Linked DNA regions of Macaca mulatta: region 1 is linked to region 2. The links are chromatin contacts, called in public Hi-C maps. All regions are on one chromosome and are shown on one strand. The core of a region is the stretch at or near the end of the contact, and the rest is flanking DNA. Distances in the headings are between cores, read along the strand shown.

Region 1 (5,313 bases), core at 1,237-3,736, 50 kb after region 2:
TAGAGGTTTCCTGTAAAAATTCTTAGGTGCCACCAGGACCCTAATCTGGAGCTGCCAAGGGGGTCTGGGAGGAGACAACATCAAATAATTACACTATAACTTAATGATAGCTGTGAAAAGGGTTATGAAGAAGCTGGGTCATTGGTACAATGGTTCTGAGTATGTGACACTGGACTTGAGATGTTGAGAATGTTGTTAAGGGAAGGATGCTTCTCCTTAGGGAGAAGAGGTAAGGGTGCAGGCAGAGAAAACAACTTGTGCAAGAGCCTCCCCCAAGAGTGGGAGTGGGGAGGAGAAAAAGAGCAGGGCTTGTTAACAAAGAGAAGGTCCCAGAAGAGGTGAGTCCAGATTGGAGAGGTATGCAGGGGTTAGACCATGTAGAGCTAAGTTGGCCACAATTCCAATTTTGAGTGTGAGGAACATGGTTTTTTATTCACTAGTGTTTCCTTAGTGCCTAGTAGACTAGTGGCGCTCAACATTTGGTGAAAGATTTTATCCTAAAAATTATGGGAACTCAGTTTTATGCAGAGAAGTGAAGTAATGATATTTTTCTCATTTTCATCATATATAAAATGAGAATAATGGTCATTGTGGTGAACATTCTGTAAAACAAAAATAAAATTCTAAGCCCCCCCCCAACCCCCACCATCTGAATGGACTTCCTCTTCAGCCAGGGCTCTTTTAAAATTTAACAGAGTGACTGTTTCAAGGCATGACGGGAAGTGGGAGTTGAACATGCCTCATTATACCTCTCCAGCGTTAACATCAACACAGACTTTAAATTTGATAAGAAACATTTTACAACCCATTCTCTCTGAAGCCTAGGATTTGAAGGTTTCCTCTGCAAATAGGAACTTGGGTCTCCACAATCCTTCATCTTAACCCAGACATTCCTTTCTATTGATCTCAGGTCTTTAGAGAAACTCAACCAATTGTCAACCAGAAAAATTTAAAACCTACCTATAAGCTGGAAGCCCCCCCACCGCCTCACTTTGAGTTGTCCCGCCTTTGTGTTGTCCCACAAACCAATGTCTTTCTTTCTTTCTCTCCCTCCCATCCCCTCCCTTCCCTTCCTTCTTTCCTCCTTTCCTTCTTTCTTTCCTTCTTTCTGTTAGGAACAACACCCAAAATCCTAAGGGAAATTGAACACTCGAACAAAGGATTCTTAGCAAAGCAATTTTACTTCTGTGCAGAGGGGTGTCTGTTTGGCCAGTCGCCATGAGAGCACACCTGAACAAAGGGGCACGAGAGCCTTTATTCCTGACGCAAGTCCTGCGGGTCATACAATCTAAACTAATCCCGGTTGGCTAAACACTTGAATTTTTTAGATAAGGTGGACACTTAAAAGAAAGTGGAGAGGAAGGGGAAGGGGTGCCTGTAATGAACTACAAAGTTAGTCCTCTTTCCAAATAAAGAAAGGAATGTGAGCTGGTACAGATAACGCCTAGTACTGTGGCGTGCCTGGGCATCTAATGAAGGCAAAAAGGAAAAAAAAAGGAGAAAAGGGGGAAAAAAGGTGTGTGTGGGGGGTACTATGAATTAAAGAATAAAAGACTGATCTAATTATTTGAAGAGAAACCTCATCATATCCCACATTTCTTTCTTTCTTTTTCTTTTTTTTGAGACGGAGTTTCGCTCTTGTAGCCCAGGCTGGCGTGCAATGGCGCGATCTCGGCCCACTGCAACCTCCGCCTCACGGATTCAAACCATTCTCCTGTCTCAGGCTCCGGAGTAGCTGGGATTACAGGTACCCACCACTACGGCTAATTTTTGTATTTTTAGTAGAGATGGGCTTTCACCATGTTGGCCAGGCCGGTCTCAAACTCCTGACCTAAATTGATCCATCCGCCTCGGCCTCCCAAAGTGCTAGGATTACAGGCGTGAGCCACAACGCGCGGCCCAACCAGTGTATTTCTTGAATGATTTGGATTGAAGTCTCATATCTCCCTAAAATATGTAAAACCAAGCTGTACTGGACCACCTTGGGCACATGTTCTCAGGACCTCCCGAGGGCTGTGTCACGGGCCATGGTCACTCATATTTGGCTCAGAATAAGTCTCTTCAAATATTTTACAGAGTTTGACTCTTCGTTGACAATTCAATGACGCTTCAAGCGTTTCTGGCAGCTCTTATCAGTGGGATCCGCATTAATGGTGAAATGGCATGGTGGCGCTTCCCGAAGTTCAGGGTTGTTTTGAACGTTCATCTAGAGCGCATTGTGGGTGGGGAAGTTGTGTTTGCTGAGTAGATTGTGACACCGCTGGCTTGGGGCACTTGAGGTAAGGGATGAGTGACTTCTTTTCCTAAAATTGATAAGACAAATCAATCAGAGGCGGAGCGCCGCCTCTGGCTCTGGTCTGGTGGTGCAGCGTCTCTAGCCCTCACCCCGCCCACCGTCCCCGCGCAGCGTCCGCTCGCCGAGCCCCGCCCTCACCCAGCACCCACTCCGCTCCTGGCGACTTCCCCGCCTGGGCCTTCCCTGTGCTGAGTCTGCGCAGTCGGTGCCATCGTCTACGCCCCTGGGAGCGTTGTGGCCGCTGTTTCCTGCGGCGTTCCTCCTCCTGCTCTACCATGTGGAGCCGACGGCAGGGCCACCTTAGGCCCACAGTCTGCGGGGTGGAGGAGCTACGGCGCCGCCGGCGGGAGCAGGAGGCAGGTGTGGGCGGCCGAGGGAGCGCGGGGGCATATAGCGATCGGAGATAGGTTGAGACTTCAGGCTTGGAGCCGCGGGATCTGGGTTCCGGTCGTCCTTCCCACGCTCAGCCCGCTCCTCTGCCCCCAGCACTGCGGAAGGCGCGGAGGGAGCAGCAGCTGGTCAGCAAGAGGCTGCTGAGAGAAGACGCCCCAGAGGAAGCTGGAGAGGGATGTGTGGCTGCGATCCTCGGGGAGGCCGAGGTGAGGGGGCAAGGCAGGGTGCGCTGGAGTCCACGCCACTGGCGCCAGACTCCCGGGAGTACTCGAGGTCTGCCCCAAACCTGAACGCAATCCACTCTACACTTCCATGCATTCAGTGGGTCAAGCCAGAAACAGGGGAATCATCCTGCACAACTCTTTGACCCTCAACCCCATATCATTCCATCATCAAGTCCTAGTTGTGTACCTCCTGAAGAGCTTTGGAGTCTTTACATGCTTCACCATCGAAGCTGCCACCACTACCTCTCTGGATACTACTGCAGTCTCCTAAAAGGTCACCCTGCATCTATGCTTGTCGCCGTCAATACGTCCTTTAAAAACACATGGAGACCAAAATCTTTCCTGTGTCCTGCAAATCATAGCATGGTCTAGCCTCTTCCTAACTCTAATTTTATCAGTTTTCTCATCCTAGCCACTGTCCCCTTTTCAGTTCCTGCAACGATATATCGGACCCTTGTGTCTCAAGCCCTTGGCATTCGCTACGTCTGATGTGGGTTTCTTTTGGTATTCTGTCTTGAGAACCTTCTTTTTGTTTTGTTTTGTTTTTTTGAGACAGAGTCTCGCTGTGTCGCCAGGCTGGAGTGCAGTGGCATGATCTCGGCTCACTGCAACATCCGCCTCCCGGGTTCAAGCGATTCTCCTGCCTCAGCCTCCTGAGTAGCTGGGATTACAGGCTCGCGCCACCATGCCCGGCTAATTTTTGTATTTTTAGTAGAGGCGGGGTTTCACCATGTTTGTCAGGCTGGTCTCGAACACCTGATCTCGTGATCCACCCGCCTCGGACTCCCAAAGTGCTGGGATTACAGGCGTGAGCCACTGTGCCCGGCCACCTACTTGTTTCTTGTAAAATATTAATCATTATCTAATGGCTTGTTTATTGTTCTTTCTCCAACTAGACTTTAATTGCAGGAAAACCTAGATCCTGTGTTATTTGTTATCATTGAAAACCCGGTTGCCCGCACATTATCTGGCATATAGTTAAGTGCTTAGTATTTATTGAATGAGTGAATGAAAGGATTTATTCAGCAAGCATTGAGTATCCCCTATATTTGTATTATGTTTACATACATAGTTTATCGTACATACTATGTTGACATATATTTTGTCAACTTATTTCTAGGTTGTACTATTCCATTGTGTGCTTACTTTATGCCAGGACACTGTGCTGGTCACTGAGGTACATAAAGATGAAGTCCCTTTCTTTGAGGTGCTCACAGCCCAGTGAAGAAGACATGTCATAAGGGAAGGAAACATGAGGAACAAAAGAAACTCCTAAGTCTCTCAAAAAGAGCTAACTTCCCAGAGAGAATGAGGAGCAGAAATCTGAAAAGAGTGGGAAGCTGGAGAGGGTATCCAGGCAGAAGGAATAGCATGTGCAAAAGCTCGGAAGTGTTAAAAAAAAAAAAAAAAAAAAAAAGGCTAATGTTGTGCTAGTTGTTGTTAGAGTGTAGGTTGCATGGGGAGAATGGCTGGAGGAGTAGGTTTTGCCAGGCTGAGAGTTTTAAATATCCTTGAAAGAACCTTGTATGAAGGCAGGGTAGATATTGTTATTCTCATTTTCAGGTGAGGAAACTTAGGTTCAGGTCCCATGTGGAGTGAGTGGCAGGTATGGTATTAGAACTCAGTTCTGATTCTCTGTCCACTCCACTGCAAGGTAGATGCTTATTAGTTGCATTAGTGTGAATGACAAGTTCTGGAGGTGGTATGATATTGGAAGGCTCACAGGTGAAGTGGGCAGAGAGAAACTTAGAACTTGCTTTCTGGGAACTATGTGTTCTCCTTTCCCTGCCCTGAACTCCAGGTGCAGCAGTTCCTGCGGCAAGCCCAGCGGGGTACAGAAGAAAAGGAGAGAGAGGGGGCTCTGGTTAGCCTTCGTCGAGGCTTGCAGCACCCTGAAACACAGCAAACCTTCATCCAGTCAGTGTGGGTGGTGTGGGGGAGGGGGGAGCTGGGGCTTTGAGGGATGGGCCACAAGCTAAGCAGGGCTCTGGTACTCATTCACGTAGGCTGGAGGGCAGCATGCGGACCCTGGTCGGGCTCCTGACCAGCAACCAGGCTCTGCTGCAGCTTGAGGCGGCTCGGTGCCTGCATGAGCTTTCTCACTCTGAGCAGTCCACCATTGCTGAGGCCTGCCTGCCAGCTACTTCCTACCTCCTCACCTACCTCTCCGGTCACAGCTCAGACTTCATAGTAAGCCCTGTCCCTTCCTATCTTGTTCTTGGTTTAGATTTTAAAATTGTGCTTTTGGGACCAGTTTGAGCTGGCAAGTAGGAGGAAGAAAACATATTTGCCCTTATGCCTACAGCCATGCCTACACCCATCATCTCCCCACCCTCTTGTGAGCGTCAAGGATAGCTGCTCCAGTGTCCCCATCACCTCCCCTCCCCATCTCCCCACACC
Region 2 (5,194 bases), core at 514-3,013:
TCTAACTCCTGCAGTGCTCTTCCCAGCTGGCTTAGCCCACTGTATGTCAGGGTGTCCTCAAGGAGGCCTAAACGCAGGGGCCTCAGGCCAGCCCGGCGGGCCCGAGCCTCTTCTACTGCATCCCACAGGGTGGGCCTCACCTGTTTCACCTGCATCCTCCTTCTTGAGGCCCCCAACAGAGCAGCCTGGAGCAAACTGAGGGAGCTACCTAGTAAAGGGACACTCCAAGTGAATTACTCCTTCCTGTGGACTCCAAAGCACGCGGCCTGTAATACTTTTACTTTTTGTTAGTAGTACTATTCATAAAAATATCTAACCCCCTCTAGGCTTTTACATGTGCTTGATGACACTTCACTAAGGCTGTTCATGGATTGCCTCTTTTTATCCACACAACACTCCAATCAGGCAGAAGCTCTAATCTATCCTGCCTCCCCCGACATTTTCCAGATGAGGCAATAGAAGCTCAAAGAGGTCAAGCAACTTCTTGGCAAGTGGCAGAGCCAAAACTCAAGCCCATGCCCTTCATCATGATACCAAACTGGCCTGAAGGTAAACACGTCTGGCCCTCACTGCTTTATCCTTGTGGGTGTGAACTGCTCTAACTTATCTTCCTCATTCCAAGGGACCTTGCACAGGGGAGGTCTGGGAACTTGCTAGCCAAATGAATGTGTGTTTGTTGATTTTGGAGACGAGGGCCAGACATTTTTTACTCTTTTATTATGGAAAATTTCAAACATACACAAAGTATAGGAAATCCTGTGTACCTGTCACCTAGCTTTGACAGTTATAAACTCATGCCATTTCTGTTTGATCAATACCCCCACCTCGACCTCCCCCAAATCCCTGACATCATAACATTTCAGAGGCTTGATTTTTTTTCTTTTTTTCTGCCAGCATCTACATTAAGGACACAGAGGGTTTTTTTTTTTTTTTTTTTTTTTTTTTTTTGAGATGGAGTCCCGCTCTATCGCCCAGGCTAGAGTGCAGTAGCACGATCTTGGCTCACTGCAACCTCTGCCTCCCAGGTTCAAGCAGCTCTTCTGCCTCAGCCTCCCAAGTAGCTGGGACTACAGGCGCCCGCCACCATGCCCAGCTAATTTTTGTATATTTAGTAGAGATGGAGTTTCACCATGTTGGCCAGGCTAGTGGCCTGGCCAACGAACTCCTGACCTCAGGTGATCTGCCCATGTCAGCCTCCCAAAATACTGGGATTGCAGGCATGAGCCGCCGCACTCAGCTGAGGCTTGATTTTTAACGGGTGTATGAAAATAAGAGACTCCCTTCTCTTCTCTTATCTCCCTCTCTTCATCTATAAATTAGGCCTGCCTCTCTTTCCTTATTTGTAAATTATATCTGCCTCATGGGGTTTTGGTAAGAATCAAAGGCATTTGTGCAAAAATGCTTGGTAAGTGGTTTAAGGCCTCTGAAGGGTGAGGGGTTACTTTCACTGTTGACCTTGCTTTGCCTCTCCAGTCTCTGTCAGTCTAGGCATTCTGGGGCCCTCTTGGAGAGTCAGGCTCTCTCTCTGGGCTGGAGTTGGGGCTGAGGTTGGTTGGGTGATGGGTGAGGCAGGCCTAAGGACAGATCTCAGAGCTTCCCAAAGAACCCCACACTCTCCCCCTGGCCACCTTGGGGGTCCAGGCGAAGAAGCAGGCCACTGTAGTTGTTTCCTCCCAAAAGCTGTGAGACAATCCATGGTAAAGAGCCCTCCGCCTCCTCACCAACAACTTCACCAGCCAACACCCGCAGCAGGGGGCAGTCTCTGCAAGAGGGAGAGGAAGAAAGGCGATGTCCACTGGTGGATGGGGAAAGAAACTGGACAGAGTTACACTCTGATGGAAAGGGCAACTATTTCCAGAAACTTTTGTGCATTACCAGACAGATTTGAAACATCATACAGATCTCTATTTTATTAGTATTACTTTTTGAGTTACAAAAGTAATACATTCTCCATGGGCATGGTGGCTCACACCTATAATCCCAGCACTTTGGGAGGCCGAGGCTGGCAGATCACTTGAGGTCAGGAGTTCGAGACCAGCCTGGCTGACATAGTGAAACCTTGTCTCTACTAAAAACACAAAAATTAGCCAGATGTAGTAGCACACACCTGTAATCCCAGCTACTAGAGAGGCTGAGGCAGGAGAATTGCTTGAACCCAGAGAGCAGAGGTTTCAGTGAGCCAAGATCACACCACTGCCTGCCCTCCAGCCTGGGCAATAAAGTGAGAGTCTGTCTCAAAAATACAAACAAATTTTTAAAAAAGAAGTAATAGATTCTCACGGTAAAAAATTTAAATTGTGTACCTGACAAGTGACTTGTACCCAGAATATATAAAGAGCTCTTACAACTCAATAATAGAAAGACAAATAACCCAATTTTAAAATGGGCAAAAGAAGATGACATCAGTGAAAATCACAGAGTAGGGAACTCCAGGAGTCCATCCATCCCCAGAAATACCTAGCAAAAATTGCCAGAAACAACCTTATTTTAACTCTGAAAGATAGAGGTTTACAGCAACAAATGCTTAACCAGGAGAGGCAATTTAAACATCGTAGGAGATCTCTGTGGTGTTTTAACTTACCCTCGCTTCAACCCCTCCCCAGCACAGGGCTAATCTTGAAGACAGTAGCCCAAATTTCTGGTGGGGGTTCCTGGTTAGGAAGGGAGCAGAGAAGATGTTGTTCCCAATGAATCGTGTTTATCTTTTTTGATTTTCTGGAGTTTCCCCCCAAGAACTGATGAAAGGGAAATCTCTTTGCTTCACCTGTCTCAGAACTCTCTCAAGGCAGAGCAGCTACACAGAGGATGTTCCCTGGAAACTGTTGAAGAACAAAAGAACAAGGCACTGCTGCCTGAAGCAAAAATAACAGTTGAGGCAAACAATTGACACCCTGAAAGACTGGGAAAAGTTTGGAAGTGATATTTTTGGGAGAATAAGGGCTTCAAAAAGTTCCCATGTGAACCAGAGAGTGTAGAAAGCACACCCAGGGTAGGACTCATGTGCAGAAAAGGCCCAATAAGACAATAAGCTTTCATCTCTGTCTGGTCTTTGGGCTCAGCACAAGCAGGAAGTGAAGGCTAAAACAGAGCTGTAAATTGCCTGGCTAAGCTTAGGAGTGACTCCACACAGCCAATCTGCAAAGACCTGGAAAAGTTTTTCTTTTTCTTTTTTCCTTCCTTCCTTCCTTTGTTTTCTTTTTCATATTCTTCTTTATTCTTTTCGTTTCTTTTTTATTTGTTTCTTTCTTCTTCCTTTTTAAAAAACAAAACAAAACTTTTTTTTTGGTCGCAGGCATTTAAGGAATTCTATGTTAGGTCACTGGCTAACAACTAAAATAACAAAATGAAGGCTTCAGTGAATACAAAGAATACAGTCTTCGGAAAAAAAAAAAAAAAACCCACAAAGATAAAGAGAGAATCTTGAAAACAGCAAGAGAGAAGCAGTTTATTATGTGCAATGGATCTTCAATAAGACTAAAAACAGATTTATCCCCAGAAACCATGGAGATAACATAAAGTTGGCCCTTTATATCCATAGGCTCTGCATCTGTGGATTCAAGCAAGCACGAATCAAAAATATTTGGGAGAAAAATGGTTTTGTCTGTACTGAGCATGTACAGACTCTTTCTTGTCATGATTCCCTAGACAATACAGTATAACAATTTACATAACATTTACATTGTATTAGGAATTATAAGTAATCTAGAGATGACTTAAAGTATGTGGGAGGATGTACGTAGGTTATGTGCAAATACTATAACATTTTATTTTTTATTTTTATTAGTTTTTTTGTGTGTGTTGTTGTTGTTGTTTTCCTTTTTAGATAGAGTCTCGCTCTGTCACCCAGGCTGGAGTGCAGTGGTGTGATCTCAGCTCACTGCAACCTCCACCTCCCGGGTTCAAGCAATTTTCCTGCCTTGACCTCCCCAGTAGCTGGGATTACAGGCACCCACCACCACACCCAGCTTATTTTTATATTTTTGGTAGATACGGGGTTTCACCATGATGGCCAGGCTGGTCTCAAATTCCTGACCTCAGGTGATCCACCTGCCTTGGCCTCCCAAGGTGCTGGGATTATAGGCGGGAGCCATGGTGCCCACCTAATTTTTGTGTTTTTAGTAGAGACAGGGTTTCACCATGTTGGCCAGACTGGTCTCAAATTCCTGACCTCAAGTGATCCACCCACATTGGCCTCCCAAAGTGCTGGGATTACAGGTGTGAGCGCCACACCCAGTTATTTTTATCAGTATTTTTTTAGATAGGGTCTTGCTCTGTCACCCAGGCTGGAGTGCAGTGGTGTGATCATGGCTCCCTGAAGCCTTGACCTCCTGGACTCAAGCTATCGCTTCAGCCCCTCAAGTAGCTATTATTACTGTTTTTTACAGTCTTTTTTATTTTTATTTTTTGTAGTGACAAGATCTCACTATGTTGCCCAGCCTGGTCTCAAACTCCTGGGCTCAAGCAGTCCTTCTGCTTTGGCATCCCAAAGGCTGGAATTACAGGCATGAGCCACTGTGCCTAGCCCACACCATTTTATATAAGACACTTGAACATCTGTGAATGTTGATACCTGCGGGGGGATCCTGGAGTGAATCCCCAAAGAGATACAAAGAGACAACGGTATTTAAAGTGCTTAAAAAAAATCCTGCCAATCAAGAATTATATATCTGGCAAAACTATCCTTCAAAAATGAAGGCAAAATTATGACACTCCCAGATAAATCAAAGCTGAAGTAATTCATCAATAGTAGACTTGCCTTAACAAAAATGCTGAAGAGAGTCCATCAACCCAAAATGAAAGGACACTAGACAGTAACTTGAAGCCATATAAATAAATAAGGAACAATAATAAGGTAACTACATGTGTAAATATAAAAGCCCATAATATTGCATTTTTTGTTTGTAACTCCTCTTTTTTGCCCATAGGATTTAAAAAACAAATGCATAAAACAATAATTGTAAACCTATGATAATGGGCACACAATGTATAAAGATGTAATTTGTGACATTAGCAACATAATGGGAAAAGATGCAGATGTATAGGGGTAAAATCTTTATAGATATTGAAGCTAAGTTGGTATTAATTCAAGCTGGATTGCTATATGGTTTTTGTTTGTTTGTTTGTTTGTTTGTTTTAGATGAGGTCTCACTATGTTGCCCAAGCTGGTTTCAAACTTCTGGGTTCAAAAGATCCT

What was found. Hi-C and Micro-C count contacts between places; a contact is called where the count stands out from the background.
Region 1: a Hi-C map of liver shows a contact between it and region 2, with 2.2 times the contacts expected there. The contact joins the promoter of TMCO6 here to the enhancer-like site in region 2. A contact is called at or near these places in 4 of 14 Hi-C or Micro-C datasets (CD4 T cells, fetal cortex germinal zone, fetal cortical plate and 1 more).

Annotation. Positions count from the first base shown.
Region 1 is chr6:149,479,711-149,485,023 of T2T-MMU8v2.0, forward strand. It overlaps TMCO6 (transmembrane and coiled-coil domains 6), which reads left to right and starts at 2,487. Exons shown (of 9, transcript XM_077937177.1): 1 at 2,487-2,652; 2 at 2,783-2,895.
Region 2 is chr6:149,430,423-149,435,616 of T2T-MMU8v2.0, forward strand. It overlaps LOC100429177, which reads right to left. Exons shown (of 15, transcript XM_077937153.1): 9 at 1,629-1,762. Among named protein-coding and RNA genes, the nearest start is that of SLC35A4, 12 kb to the left of the region's middle. Within about 2 kb of position 1,764, at least 1 of the 40 cell types and tissues checked has an H3K27ac peak or open chromatin away from gene starts, as enhancers often do. A contact at or near this core is called in liver, where this site is marked.